Regions from separate parts of the Lactuca sativa genome. Here region 1 is linked to region 2. Evidence: chromatin contacts called from public Hi-C data. All regions are on one chromosome and are shown on one strand. Each heading gives the region's core, a stretch centred on a gene start, on an enhancer-like site or on the middle of the called end of the contact. The rest is flanking DNA. Distances are from core to core; before and after follow the strand shown.

Region 1 (7,073 bases), core at 3,121-5,620, 300 kb before region 2:
CGTCAAAGGAAAAGGCAAGTATTAGAAGCGAAGCGCTGCCCGAATTACGAGTCGTCACTTTAGCAAGTGAGTGCATAGTTACTTTCATCTTATACATAGATATGAAGTATTTAATATAAATTACATGTTATATGTGTCTATTATTTGTGTTATAGATATCTATGCTAGATGAACGATTTATACATGTTTTACTCGATTTAAACTGTATATGTATTTTATACTTATAATTATGTTGGGTAAAGATGGGTTGATGATATAGATAATGAAAGATGAAATAAATGATGAGAGGTCTTGATGTTAAAGTTGATCCAGTCATTTAGCGGAGTATAGATGACGATCAAAGACTATTCTAGACAGTCTAGTGGAACGCTAGCAGGCTCGCAACTTGTAGGTGTTTTTGAACTACGTGTTTGCCAAGTGTACTCTATCCCCCTCATGGCTGCCTTACTAAGATATATTGCTGAAGAATCCCCTAAGCATTATTGTCAATCCCGAAGATAATCCTTAAGCTAGGTCCCTTAAATTAGATTCTTTAGGGACAGGAAGTGAGGATAATGGGAACGGGTAATCGGGTTGAATGATTTGATGAAATTTAAGAACTTAATTATTGTGGGTTGAAAACCCTATGTGCTCACCAGGCTCCCAAGTCTGACCCACTGGGTTTCTTGTATTATAGGCAGTAGCACAAGAGTACCAGTGTGATGATCAGATGAGAGATTTATGGGTTATAGGCCAGTAGAATAATAGATATTATAAGGCCTATGTTATTTCCGTTTATGCTTATCTACTATATTGACGATGACATTCCAATGTTTTTAATATAATTAAAATACATTTCTTCGGAAATGCTTTGATAATATTTTTATCATATTTTGAAAACAAATTTCACAATATTATTCTTCAAAAAGATACTCTGATTTATAAATAAAGCATAAACAAATCGGTATTTTTTTGGCCGTGAAATTGTGGATGTTATAGTTGGTATCAGAGCATTAGTTTAAGCAAACTAGGAATTTCTAGACTTCAACTTAGAATATTAAGCGATAATTGTGAGATGAGTGTCTGTTATGTTTAGGAAATATACCTGAATAGACACGGACACTAGCTTATTTTAGGAAAGATGCCTAAATTGCTTTTATGTACTAAGTGATTTATGTATAGCTATAAAATGCCTTATATGTTTTATAATGCTATTATTTGATCAGATCGATGATCTTTGTATAGCTATAAAATACCTTTTATATATATATATATATATATATATATATATATATATATATATAATGATATTGGACTAATAATTATAAACCGACTAACTATCCAAATACATATAAAATGGGCTAAAAGTACATATACGCTAATAAATATGAGTAACTAGGGTTTGGACCGTCCGCGCTATGCTGCGGAAGCCCAATATGTTGTAAAACGCATCTCGACATTAATAAAGTTTTTGGGAGAAATTTATGCGTGTTGCGGCGAAATTTTTTTTATAAAGTGAATCATAAAATTATAAAATAAGGTTTCGAAGCTAAAAAAGTTATGTATGGACGAGGCATACAAAATGAAGTTTGAAAATTTATCTTAAACGTATTAATCATCCTTTAAATAAAAGATTAATATTAATAAAAATGAAAACGATAAAAATAATTATGTAACGGATCAAAAATGTAACTTTAAAGTATAGTTAGGGATCAAAATTGTAACTTAAAATTACTAATAATTTAAGACTGTTTAATCAAAACTATTTTAAGATAGAAAATGTAAATTTGAAAAGTTTGCTCTAATAAGAATCAAACTTGCTATTTCCAAATAAAACTATTTGTAACAAAACCTTTAAAAACTATAATATGATAAAAATTTAATAATTTTGGGCTCTAGAAAAGAAAAACCAAATAAATAGTGTTTCCCACTCACAACTGGAACTTTGATATATATATATATATATATATATATATATATATATATATATATATATATATATTTCATTGTGTAATTACAGGCTCTCTCCTAGTGACTTTTTCTTACAACCTTCAAACCTAACATAACCAACCAACCAACTTCTTCAGCCTTAATGTATCACCTAACCGACACAATGAAGATGACTAGTTAAGTGTATTATACCTTCCAGTATACTGAGCACGAGGCTCATTGTGGTCGATGTGACAACGAACAACAGCCATGAACACTATCCCCATCCTCCGTGGTTGCTCGTTGTCGTGGAGGATCGTGGTCACCACCACATTTGACCACAAACTCTTCCTCAGTATTTTTCCTTCTTCTTGTCTTCTTTCTCGATTTGACCACGATCTCCTCTCGTGCACACTATCCCGGTTGCAAGGGGAAGAGTTGTGGTGGTGACGTGGAGGTGGAAAATGGTGGTGGTCGTGAAGACCATCACAAATGGCCTTAGTGTTTGGATAATTTTAGGCTCATGTTGTACTTTTAGTTTTTCTTTTCTTATTAAAACATTGTAACTTAAAAGTTTTAACAAATTATAGCAATAAAAATCAGAGGTTGTATTTGAAAGGATTCATGATTTATGTTTAACTTGAATTTTATATGACATTTTGTATTTTTTAATGATTGAACACGTTTGTTTAAATATTTTATCAAACAGGAACAATTTATTTAGTTGAAAATTATTTAGTCATTTTATCATTTAACACAACTATTCAAATGCCTAACAAAACATATATTTTTATTTAAAACATATTAATTTAGAGCCTCTTAATGATTAAATCTGAATCATTTGGATGTTCTCAAATAACGATTAATAAGGTTACAAAATCAAAACTTAAGTGATAAGCCCAAAACCGGAAAGTAAATCAAAACTTAAGTGATAAGCCCAAAACCGGAAAGTAGGCATAATACTCTTATCATTAATGGCTAAACTAAAAATCATTTGAACTGCTAAAGCTCTTGTTAAAAAAAGTTTGAAAATGATTTCTTTAGTAAACAACAGAAGATGTAATGAATAATTCTTTAATATGTATGTAAGTAGATACAGTGTATCACATATCTCTTCAACAAATAAAAAAAAGACAAAAGTGCAAATTTGGTCCTTATGGTTTGCAAAAATCTTTGAATGGGGTCCAAAAAGTTTCCAGTTTGCACAGAAGGTCCAAAATCAAGGTTTTTCTGGGTTTTTAGTCCAAAAAAACTTGAAAAGACGGTTATACCCTTATTTATTTACTTTTACATTTTTTACATTTTTTTTTACGTTTTATTAACATTTCAATAATAATAATAATAAGAAAATGGGTAAAACTCTATCTCTCTTACGTCTCTTTCTCCCTCCCCCCTGTGTGTGTGTGTTTTCATAAGAGAACTTTGCATTCTCTCTGTACCTTCAAAAATCATCTCCTCAAAAACACACACTCACAAAACTCTACACACACACAAAGAAAATTAAACATACACACACATAGTGAAAAAAACCCAGTTTTGCTAAACCTTATATATGATTTCTCCAACTCCGACGATTAAAGACCCATCGGCGAATTTCCCTTCTCCGTTCTTCATGCCACTGAGTTGTGCTTCTCCGACTATTACTAGGGTTTCATCTCTGGATTCAAGACCCACTGACGAGTTCTCCAACTCCGACAATAGCTCTAGACATGTATCGGTGGTGGAAGCTCCGACATGTAGCAGTGGTGGGATTGCAAACAGAAGGATGAAACACATGGAGCGATAGTGGAATCACTATTAAACCCTCTTTTCAATGATGTATCCTTCAAAATCTCGATACACTTCAGTCAATCCAAACCTCAATTTCTATGCAAACCATCTTATTGCAGTGAAATTATGGAACCCCCAAATGAAATATGGTTTAGACTGAACACAATCACAACAAATCGAGAAAAAAATTGAAAACCCAGATCTTCAGACGCTCAGAGAAGATGATTAGTTGAACCCCTCCATAAAGTAATCTTGCCACAATTTCTCAAAAACGACGATCTCAGTCATAGTTTGTTTCCCCTTCTACATCACTCTCTTGTTGATTGCAAAAGTTGTTGTAGTGTACTCAGTTAAATACATTTATTCTCAAAAGAAATTTGATTCATCCAAGTTCTAAGTGATTTTACAAATGATCTAGAGATGAATTATGTGAACATACCAGCAATTATGTGGGTGGGGTTTTGTATTTCTTTTCTTTTTATTTTTAAATTAAAATAGTATTAAAATAATTATAAAAAATAAAAAAAATTAAAAATGTATAATCGCCTTTTCAGTGTTTATGAATTAAAAACTCAGAAAAACCTTAATTTTGTAAGAAGCTGAAACTTTTTAGACCATTTTTGCAGCAGGAAATTTGCAGTTTTGTAAATAAAAAATAAAAATTGATTGGTTATATGTATACGAGTATACAACCAACATCTCACCCATTTACTCAACAACGCCTTCCTTCTCGAACGACAATACCCAAGCTCCCAACTCCACCTCGTTGTCTCCGCCAAACCTCCTTGTCTCTTCATCCTATATCTACTCTGCTATCTACTTTCCAAAATTCACACCATTAACGGACTTCCCAATTTGGAAATTTGCTCAGCTACAATGGCACAATCTTTGAATTTCTTCGTATCATCTTCCCGTTCACCGGACTTTACAATCTCCACCAATTCCTACTCAAAACCCATGCTCCAAACCCCCAATCGCTACTTGTCATTCACCAAATCCCCCCGCAAACCGGTCGTTTTGGTATCCGCCTCCGCCGACAACGGACAAGGGGGTTTATCCGCTGTGACGGCGGATTTCGTTAGTGATAATGGGACTAAACCAATCACTATTGCACCACCTGATTCGAGTTCGATTGAAGTGGATTCAGTGACGGAGGCGGAGTTGAAGGAGAATGGATTCAGGAGTACTCGAAGAACGAAACTTGTGTGCACGATCGGACCCGCCACCTGCGGGTTTGAGCAGCTGGAGGCGTTGGCCGTCGGAGGGATGAACGTGGCGAGGATTAATATGTGCCATGGGACGCGTGAGTGGCACAAGACTGTGATCGAACGAGTGAGGAGGTTGAATGAGGAGAAAGGGTACGCTGTTGCTATCATGATGGATACTGAAGGAAGTGAGATTCATATGGGGGATCTCGGTGGTGCTTCATCGGCAAAAGCTGAGGTATTCAATTACTCTTTTCTCTCATAATAAAAATCACTTCAAACAACAATCAATTTGGTAATGAATTACGCAGGATGGAGAAGTATGGACATTCAGTGTCCGAGCATACGATTCCCTTCGCCCTGAACGATCAATCACTGTGAACTATGATGGATTTGCAGAAGGTATTATGAAAGATCATATATTCCAATCTTAATGTCTGTAAGACAAGTTAATATCTTTTTAATTGCAATTGATTTTCCACATGATGACAGATGTGAAAGTGGGAGATGAACTTCTTGTTGATGGAGGAATGGTGAGGTTTGAGGTGATTGAAAAAATCGGTCCAGATGTCAAGTGTTTGTGTACTGATCCAGGACTTCTGTTACCAAGGGCAAACTTGACATTTTGGCGTGATGGAAGCTTAGTTCGTGAACGTAATGCCATGCTTCCAACAATTTCCTCAAAGGTTTGTGCTTTATTTCTTGGAATTATATAATGTTACTTTTACCCTTGACATTTGTTTTGATACTGATCTTCCTATTTCTTCAAATGCTACAAAGACATCGTATTTGACAAAAATTGAACACTTTTGTGCAAATTGTAACTAACAAGTTATTGTTTGAATGTTTTGTAATTGTGGGTTTAGGATTGGTTGGATATAGATTTTGGGATTGCAGAAGGTGTTGATTTTATCGCAGTATCATTTGTCAAATCAGCAGAAGTGATTAATCATCTTAAGAGTTACATCAAAGCTCGATCACGTGATGGGTAAGAAAGAAATCATTCAATTTTTTTTTTCTTTATGTTCTTAATTGGGTCCCACAATTTACACTTTTAACCCATTTGACAAATTCTTTACAGGGACATAGCAGTACTTGCAAAGATCGAAAGCATCGACTCACTAAAAAACCTAAAAGAAATCATTCAAGCTTCAGATGGAGCCATGGTAGCACGTGGTGACCTTGGTGCTCAAATCCCATTAGAACAAGTCCCATTAGCCCAACAAAAAATAGTTGAAACATGCAGAAAATTAAACAAACCAGTAATTGTAGCTTCACAGCTACTTGAATCCATGATTGAGTATCCAACACCTACAAGAGCTGAAGTTGCTGACGTGTCAGAAGCTGTGAGACAACGTGCTGATGCACTCATGTTGTCTGGTGAGTCAGCAATGGGTCAGTTTCCTGATAAGGCTTTGACTGTTTTGAGAAGTGTGAGTTTGAGGATTGAAAAATGGTGGAGGGAAGAGAAACGACATGAAGTTATGGAGTTGCCTGATATTGCTTCTTCTTTTTCGGATAGTATTTCGGAAGAGATTTGTAATTCGGCTGCAAAAATGGGTGAGAATTCTTTGATCTTGAAACAAGTTTTATTATAATTAAATTTATATCTACTTCATAAAAATAGTATATGAGTTTTTGAAATGGCTTCTTGTTTCTCTACATGTGTTAATGATGATGTTATTTCATAGAGTGCTATATGATGATGTCATGTGTGTAGATGAGAAGTCATGTTAGTTTTAACATATAAAGGGGGAAATTTTCGATAAAGTCTCAATATTTTGGGTCAGTTTATGGTTTAATCCCAACATTTATTTTTTGAAAAAGTCATGATTATCTAATTTTATATGATAATCTGTCGTTTTCTGTTGAAAAAAAAATAAGGATTGTTTTGTGAATTTGGGCAAAACATAAAATAATCGAGACTTTTCTGTTCAAAAATTAAAAGTTGGGATAAAATTCCCAAAATTTTAGGATTTTATCGGAGATTTCTCTATAAAGGGGAGAAAATATAGTGGTTTTTATGTATATTGTCCTTTTTAGTATGATAATTGCTATGATGTTTCTTTGTTTTTGGTTAATTAAGTGTTGTTTGGATAAATGATGATTAAAAGATATTTGAGAAAATGATGGGATACTTGGGGAAATTGAAGGAAAAAGTAAACAAGGGGAAATTTGTAAAAAAGTTGG
Region 2 (7,665 bases), core at 3,350-5,849:
GGATCCTCCATCTTGCGGGGGCGTATAAGCGACACACAATCTCCATAGATAGGAAGTGTATCATTCAGAATATGTATATATCAATCATATAGGTTTACCATATATACCTCCTGTAATCACTCAATTTCCTTGTTGTAAGTTGTCTATAAAAAGGGTTAGCCTTCTCTGAAATAAACACAATTCCAATTACTCATTCTCTAGTCATTTATAGGTATATCGACATGATTCTTAGCGGGAAGGATCGTTGGTCTACTAAGAGGGTGTTTTTTGAATTACAAGATCTTAAATAAGACCCAATTATGTAAGTTTAATTGGATAGAACTTTGCAAGTATGCAAATACCAATTAGTTTTTGTAGTCGAGTTTGAATCGTACTCGTTGTACTCTATAGGTTGAACATTCATTGGACGTGACATGTACGTATGGGAATGGCCATCACAATTACATCAGGGAATGCAGACAAAAAATTAGAACAAACTAGAAACCTATCTAATTTGTTAATTTGGCATCAACACGTGACATGTATGTATATCTCTCACCACCCATGTTAAACTCTTCCAAATTAGCCTTGAGTATGAATCGATTGAAGGCATATGCACTATGACATAAATGTGAGTTGTATCTTTTTTTTTGCCTCACAACATTAAAATCACCAAATATAGTTTGATTCTAAGTAGTTCAGTACATAAAACCTTTTTCTCAAATGGTGATTATAGAGCATAGACGTTGGCGAAGATTGTATTTCCTATAACACCAATCCAACAACCAATAACAATTAGAAAAAAAAAAAAAAAAAAAAAAAAAAAAAAAAAAAAAGAAGAGAGATTTGATTACTTCCAATTTCTGAAAGCACCGTGTATCCTAAATTGATATCAATCCACCCGATTTACTGTTTGAATCTACCCCTTCAGAATTATGGTTAGTTGAGTCCCAACATCCTTCAATTTTGACACTAGTGTAATCCATGATTTGTGTTTCCTGTAATCCTATAGAGTTTGTTTTGTGTGCAACCTTCAATCTATCCAATCAACTATACATTTATACCTTTGAAATGGAGATATGTATTTGACCTACGAACATCATAGTTGCAAGCTCTCTTTGGATTTGTATTTTTTATATGATTTTCTAACACATAGATAAATTTTGTATAAAGAACCGTTTTGAATTAAAATATTCTATAATTCTGAAAATAGTAAATGTTAATATTCACTTTCATATTCCACGATCCATCACAAGGGAAAGACCAAAGGCCAATTGCCCTTTTCCTTTAAATGACTTCTATAATACATAACATCAATAAAAACCATAGGTTATTCAATTTCGCTAAAGAAAAATAAAAAACACGACATCTTAACAACCAATCTTTTCGATCCTCGGTACATGAACGGGGAACTCATGTATCTCATCAATCCACGGACTTTTCTCCTTTTTCGGATCGATAGACCTCAACGCCTTCCAAACCGCACTATTACACTTAAAACCCGAACCAAAAGCAATTTGCCACGATCTGTCTCCCTTCTTTATCCGACCCTTAGCTTCTGAATACGCCAATTCATACCACAATGAGCTACTCGAAGTATTACCAAATCTATAAAGTGTCATTCTAGAAGGTTCCATATGCCACTCAGATAATTCAAGATTCTTTTCCAACTCATCCAACACTGCTCTTCCTCCCGCATGGATACAAAAATGCTCAAATGCAAGCTTGAAATCCGGGATATATGGTTTAATTTTCAATTTAAACACTTTTCTTGCGACCAATGTGACAAAAAACAAGAGTTGTTCCGACATGGGGAGCACTAGTGGCCCGAGTGTGGTGATATTTGTTTTTAGGGCTTCACCGGCTACTGCCATTAGATCTTTTGAAAGAGCAACACCTATGTTTTTCTCGTTGTCCTCTTCTTGGAAAACACAACTATAACATTTGTCGTCTGCGCCCTTGTGGGTCCGCACTGTGTGGATTAGTTGGTACTTTGACCGGCGACGATCAGATGACCGATTAGATAACAAAATTGCAGCACCGCCCATTCGGAATAGACAATTTGACACGAGCATAGATCGATTGTTCCCAAAGTACCAATTTAGTGTTATATTTTCCATGCTAACCACCAAAGCATAGGAATTAGGTTGTACCTATTTTCAACAAAACAAATGGATTAAATTAAATTAAATTTTGTTTTCAAATAATCAACAATTATGATCAAACAAATGTTGGAAAAAATGGGTTGGTATTATTTGGAATAATTATTGTTATGATACCTTTATTGTTCTAGTTTAGGATGTTAAAGAAAGTATAGAAAAGTAGCCATATTAAGGCCAGCTTGTCCATGATCTAGATCTATACTTCCTGAAAAAGGGGAATTCTCATTTGGACTATTAGTCACATGGTGGGTATTTCCCATGGTGGGCCCCATGCCATATAAGCAAGTATAAAGCAAAAAAAGGTCCAGAATTCTACCCCACATGTGACAAAAAAGTAATGACATCACCCCATGAAAATATGCTTTCTTCTTCAAAATATACGTAGCAATATAAAAAAAATAAAGTGTCTTTTTTAGTATAAAATTGTTTTGACGATTCTCTAATTGTATCAAGTAAAATACATATTAATAATTATAAAACTAAATAATTATAAATGAAGATGATCCAATTTCAAAACTTAATCTAACCATGAAATTTTGTATCCAAGTTAATTTTATAATTATTGATTAGATGTATATAAAAACTCACACATAAAAATGAAAAGTTATCGCTAAATATTAAATATCGAAGGACTAATTTTCAAGATGGGTTTATCTTCACCTTTAATTGGCTAAAGTTTAGGTTCAAATTTTGAAATTTAGATCGGTCGGTTTGACTTGAGCTAAGTCGTTTCTTTTTGCTCGGTTTGATTAAATTCTTATTAAATAGTTGTTAATAAAATTCTTATTAATTAGTCCTTACTAAGTTATCATATGATTAAAATTCCTATTAAATAGTCCTTTTCTATGAAATGAAAAGGATTACACAATAAGTTATCGTATGATTAAAATTCTTATAAAATAGTCCTTACAATAAAAATAAAAAGTCATTACTAAATAAAATAAAGAAGGATTACACATAGACCGTATATCCATTAAAACTTAAAAAAAAAATAAAAACTATGAAGATGCTCTTAAAACCACAACTTGTAAATTATTCGGTAATTCTTACATACATTTTTCTTTTGAAAATTTTATCAAATTAAACCCCATTAGAGGTTAACTAAAATGAAAATCGAATCAATTTTTAAAAACTTCAAAGAAGGATTCGTTAAAACCGATGTAACTATGAAAGAATCGATTCCTTTGGAATTTATGAAGTTTCCAAAAAATCATGAAACATAAAATCTTTTAAATTAACTTGTATCTCCGGATTTACAGCTATGAGATCCAATAAAATATAATTCATATCATAGTGTACTTTTTAGTTTTATATGTTTCACGTTGCTAGCACTACTTGCATAGATACAAAATAGTACGATCATCGTCTTCATTTTTTGAAAATAATAAAGATTCAAAAAAAAAAAAGAAAAAAAAAGTATAATCACTTTGTAAAAGTTATCCCACAAGAATAAAATTAATAAGAAAAAGAAAACGAAAAATACCTGTAAAAGCTGTTTAGCAAGATCAATGGAGATCAATCCAGCACTACAACCCATCCCACCGAGATTATAGCTCAAAACATTCCCTCTGAGCTTGTAGTGATTCACAACCATGGAACTAAGCGAAGGTGTTGGACAAAACAAGCTACAATTCACAATAAGTATACCAATATCCTTCGCCTTCACACCAGTTTTCGCCAACAACTCATCAATGGCGCCGAACATCACCATCTCCGCCTCCTTTCGAGCTTCCGACATACACGGATTCGGCGGAACCTGCAACACCGCTTCAGGGAAATACGTCTTCTGACCTAATCCAGATCGTTCGAGAATCTTCTTCTGAAACGCTAAATTCTCTTCGCTGAATGTTCCGGTGAGAACTGAATGATTCATGAATGTTTCACGAGAAACGATGTGAGATTCGTCGGGTTTGTAGCAGGCGAAATCGAGTAAGTAAACCTTCTTAGGGCGGCTCATAAAGTAGAGTGTGGCTAGGAAGACGATTAGAGTTGAGCATATGATAACAGAGAGTAGATTGAATCGAAGTTGTTGCCATAGATGGAATAGATCTTGTGATGTGAGTGTTGATAGATGAACAGAGACGACAGCAAGGACTGGGATTAGTAACAGGTACATGAAATGTGTGATCAGGTAATGGTAACCTAATTTGACGTATTTGAGTTTGACAGATAAGAGGAAGTTTGGAAGAGATGCTCTCTCCGAAGGTGAATCCGCCATTGTTGACCAGGAAATTGAAGAGAAACCCAGATGAATTAGAGGAAATTGAAGAACACCCAGAAAGGAGAAGAAATGTGGGTTGGAGGAGAAGTGATGAATTGAGGGGGGTTTTAAGGGGATGAAGATGCAACTACCCCCAAACGAACTTTTAATGGTTACCCGCTATCGCATTCATTACGCCAGCGATTAATCGGAGAGCAGGCGGGCAGGGGATTTGATACATGTAATATTCAAGGTTGCAAAATGGACGGCTTATAGAGCTATAAAACCGACTCCAATTTAAACGGATAATTTTTAATTTATGTATCAGAAGTAAGACGTAGTATTGTTGATTTTTCTAAAAAAAAATCTAAATATATTACTTTTATTAAAAAGTGAATAAAAGTTCGGAGAATATAGATCGAAAAAATGTTTTTTTTTTTTTTTTTTTCAGATTTTACCATAAAATAGTAAAAAAAAAAAAAAAAAGTTAAAAAAGTATTAAAATAGCCATAATTTTCGCATGTGGTCAATCTCCGAAAATATAGAATTTTGCATTCGGCTGTACTTTATTTACAAAGTTTGAACATTCATAAAATTTTTATAATAACTTTGATCTGATTTTTTTCATTGTATTTTTTTTTATAACGAGGGTTTTTATGGACATATTACACATCAAAAATTGAATGTGGGGAAGTCATGTTTATTTACTTCACAATAAATTAACCGGTGAAAATTATGAAAAAAACCCTAACTTTGATTATTCATAAATTTTGTATACAAACTTTGTTTGAGGTTTTTTTTCATTATGTTAACAATGACTTTTCGTTGATATATTACATTCTCAATTTGGATGTCAAGAAGTTATATTTTTTTATTTCCAAAATATGGTATTCGGTGAAACTTTAAAAAAAAAAGCAAATCATAGCTCTTTCATACAAACTTTATAACAATCATTATACCATTTTGGTTCTCCTAATAACAAGAGTGTCCTAAAAAAGTCTTAAAAAAATTCATAAAAAAACATTTTTGTTTTTATATACAAACTTCATAACAATCAATTTAGGTTGTCCCAACCAAAATGGATGTCAAGAAGTTATATTTTTTATTTCCAAAATATGATATTCGGTGAAACTTTAAAAAAAACACATCATAGCTCTTTCATACAAACTTTATAACAATCATTATACCATTTTGGTTCTCCTAATAACAAGAGTGTCCTAAAAAAGTCTTAAAAAAATTCATAAAAAAACATTTTCGTTTTTATATACAAACTTCATAACAATCATCAATTTAGGTTGTCCCAATCAAAAGTGTGACATACACTAATCTAGGGCAAAAAACTTTTTCGCAGTCAACCTAGATTTTCATAGGTGTTAACCGGTTAAAATCTAAACACTAACATTTTCGCAGGACACCTATATTTTTTTTGCAAATGATTGTTTGCAAAAATTGTGGATAATTTCGTAATTTTGTGTGGCTATTTTATGGTAAAAGATTTTAAAAAATAGTTATTAGTCATTTTCTCTTATAAATAAACAATAAAATATTATATATGTCATACTTAAGGTGTCAATATAATATATATACTTGTAAATAACTTTCAAAGTTTTATATTTTCTCAAAATCTTATTTTTTAATGTTTTCTAAATTTCTATAATTATTTTAAATCAATATTTTTTTTTATCAAAATAGCATAATACAATTGTTATAAATCAAAAAAGTTCATTGTCTAAACACGTACATGATAGAAATCACTAATGATTATCAAATTGAATATTACTTTGTGAACAAAAATCGCAAGAGATGAAATTACTAGTGATTTAAATCGTTGTTGAGTTAGGTATTTTGGATCAAATAATGATAAGAGCTTCTACATTGCAGCTTGCAAAACTAGTTTGCAATGCCACATCACAAGAATTAAATGCCACATGTATCTTTATTTTTCACAGTTTGCAAGACTTGCAAATGTAATTCTATTATTATTTTAATCAAATGCCATGGCCCACTAATTTTTCTTTCCAAAAGTTCTAAATGATGATGATGAGGTGGCATGATTTGCAAGATCATATCATTGCACCCGATGTGGACGCTCTAATGGTGGAGTGGCCTTCCACATGTGTGTTGATTGTGTGTCCAAGCCTTTTCTTGGTGATATGTTTGAAGGAAGGGTATTATGATCAATTTATTTTTATCACTAAAATGATTTTTTATAATAAATAATGATTATAAGCAAAATGTTTAAAAAAATGAATTTAATAACTATAATATTGTCGAAGCTCATATACAGTATATATAATTTAGATAGAGAAAATATAATATTTAATTGTTTTTTAAAGATATATATGAATTTCTCATAAAAAATACAAATATTAAAAAATAGAATTTATTAAAAAATAAATAACCAATAAACATTATATTAACGTACAAAAACAGTATATTAATGTAGAATCTATTAAAACCATTTCATAATTTCAATATACATGAAACTCTCATTTATTGAAACAAGTGTTATATTAAATTTATGATTTATGATTTTAAAGTCTCAAACGATTTTAATTCATACGAAAAGAGAATATCTTCATTAATTATTTTGATATCAAAAAACATAATTTCTTATACACATTTTATTAAAATATTGCTCGTTATAAACTATATAAATCCATATATTTTATGTTTCAATAACAGAGATTAATTTTAAAGAAACATTACTAATATAAGGGGGTGTTTGGATAGGAAAAAAAATAGTTTGTTTATTGTTTATTGTTTAATCCCACCCTAATAAGCAAATTTAAGTCTTTTTGATAGGAGTCTTTAAAAATTAGCTTATTGCTGTAGGAATAAGTCAAACAAACTGATTTTAATAAATAAGGGGGGAATATTTATTGTTTATTGTTTATTGCTTATTGGTCATTTTACTCATATAAGCTGTTTTGTTTGCCAAACACTTAAAATGTTTATTGTTTATTACTTATTTCCACCACAATAAGCTAATCCAAACATATTTTAAACAAATGTTTATTTTCACCGCGATAAATAAATAAGTAATAAGCTAATAAACTAAAAACTATTTATCCAAACACCCCCTCAAAGTTTTGTCATTAAAGTCTATTGGTTAAGATATTTAATTATATAAAGAACTAGATGAATACTTACGTTGTACAGAGTAAAATTAGTTAAAAGTTTACAAATGCATTTTTGAAAATACTTATATTATTGAAATTAACAATAAAATAATAATTATTTATATAGATTATTATATAAAGTTATAAGTATTTTGAATCATATTATAACATTTGTTAATATTATTTTTAACGTTATAATTAA

What was found. Hi-C and Micro-C count contacts between places; a contact is called where the count stands out from the background.
Region 1: a contact with region 2 is called in a Hi-C map of leaf, with 6 times the contacts expected there. The contact joins the promoter of LOC111888631 here to the promoter of LOC111910037 in region 2. A contact is called at or near these places in 2 of 4 Hi-C or Micro-C datasets (both in leaf).

Annotation. Positions count from the first base shown.
Region 1 is chr5:175,503,890-175,510,962 of Lsat_Salinas_v11, reverse strand. LOC111888631 (pyruvate kinase isozyme A, chloroplastic) reads left to right here and starts at 4,370. Exons shown (of 6, transcript XM_023884759.3): 1 at 4,370-5,121; 2 at 5,195-5,285; 3 at 5,376-5,569; 4 at 5,750-5,871; 5 at 5,965-6,443. The coding sequence starts at 4,555.
Region 2 is chr5:175,205,659-175,213,323 of Lsat_Salinas_v11, reverse strand. It overlaps LOC111910037 (3-ketoacyl-CoA synthase 11), which reads right to left and starts at 4,599. Exons shown (of 2, transcript XM_023905831.3): 1 at 3,625-4,599; 2 at 1,181-2,132. The coding sequence starts at 4,359. The coding sequence ends at 1,350.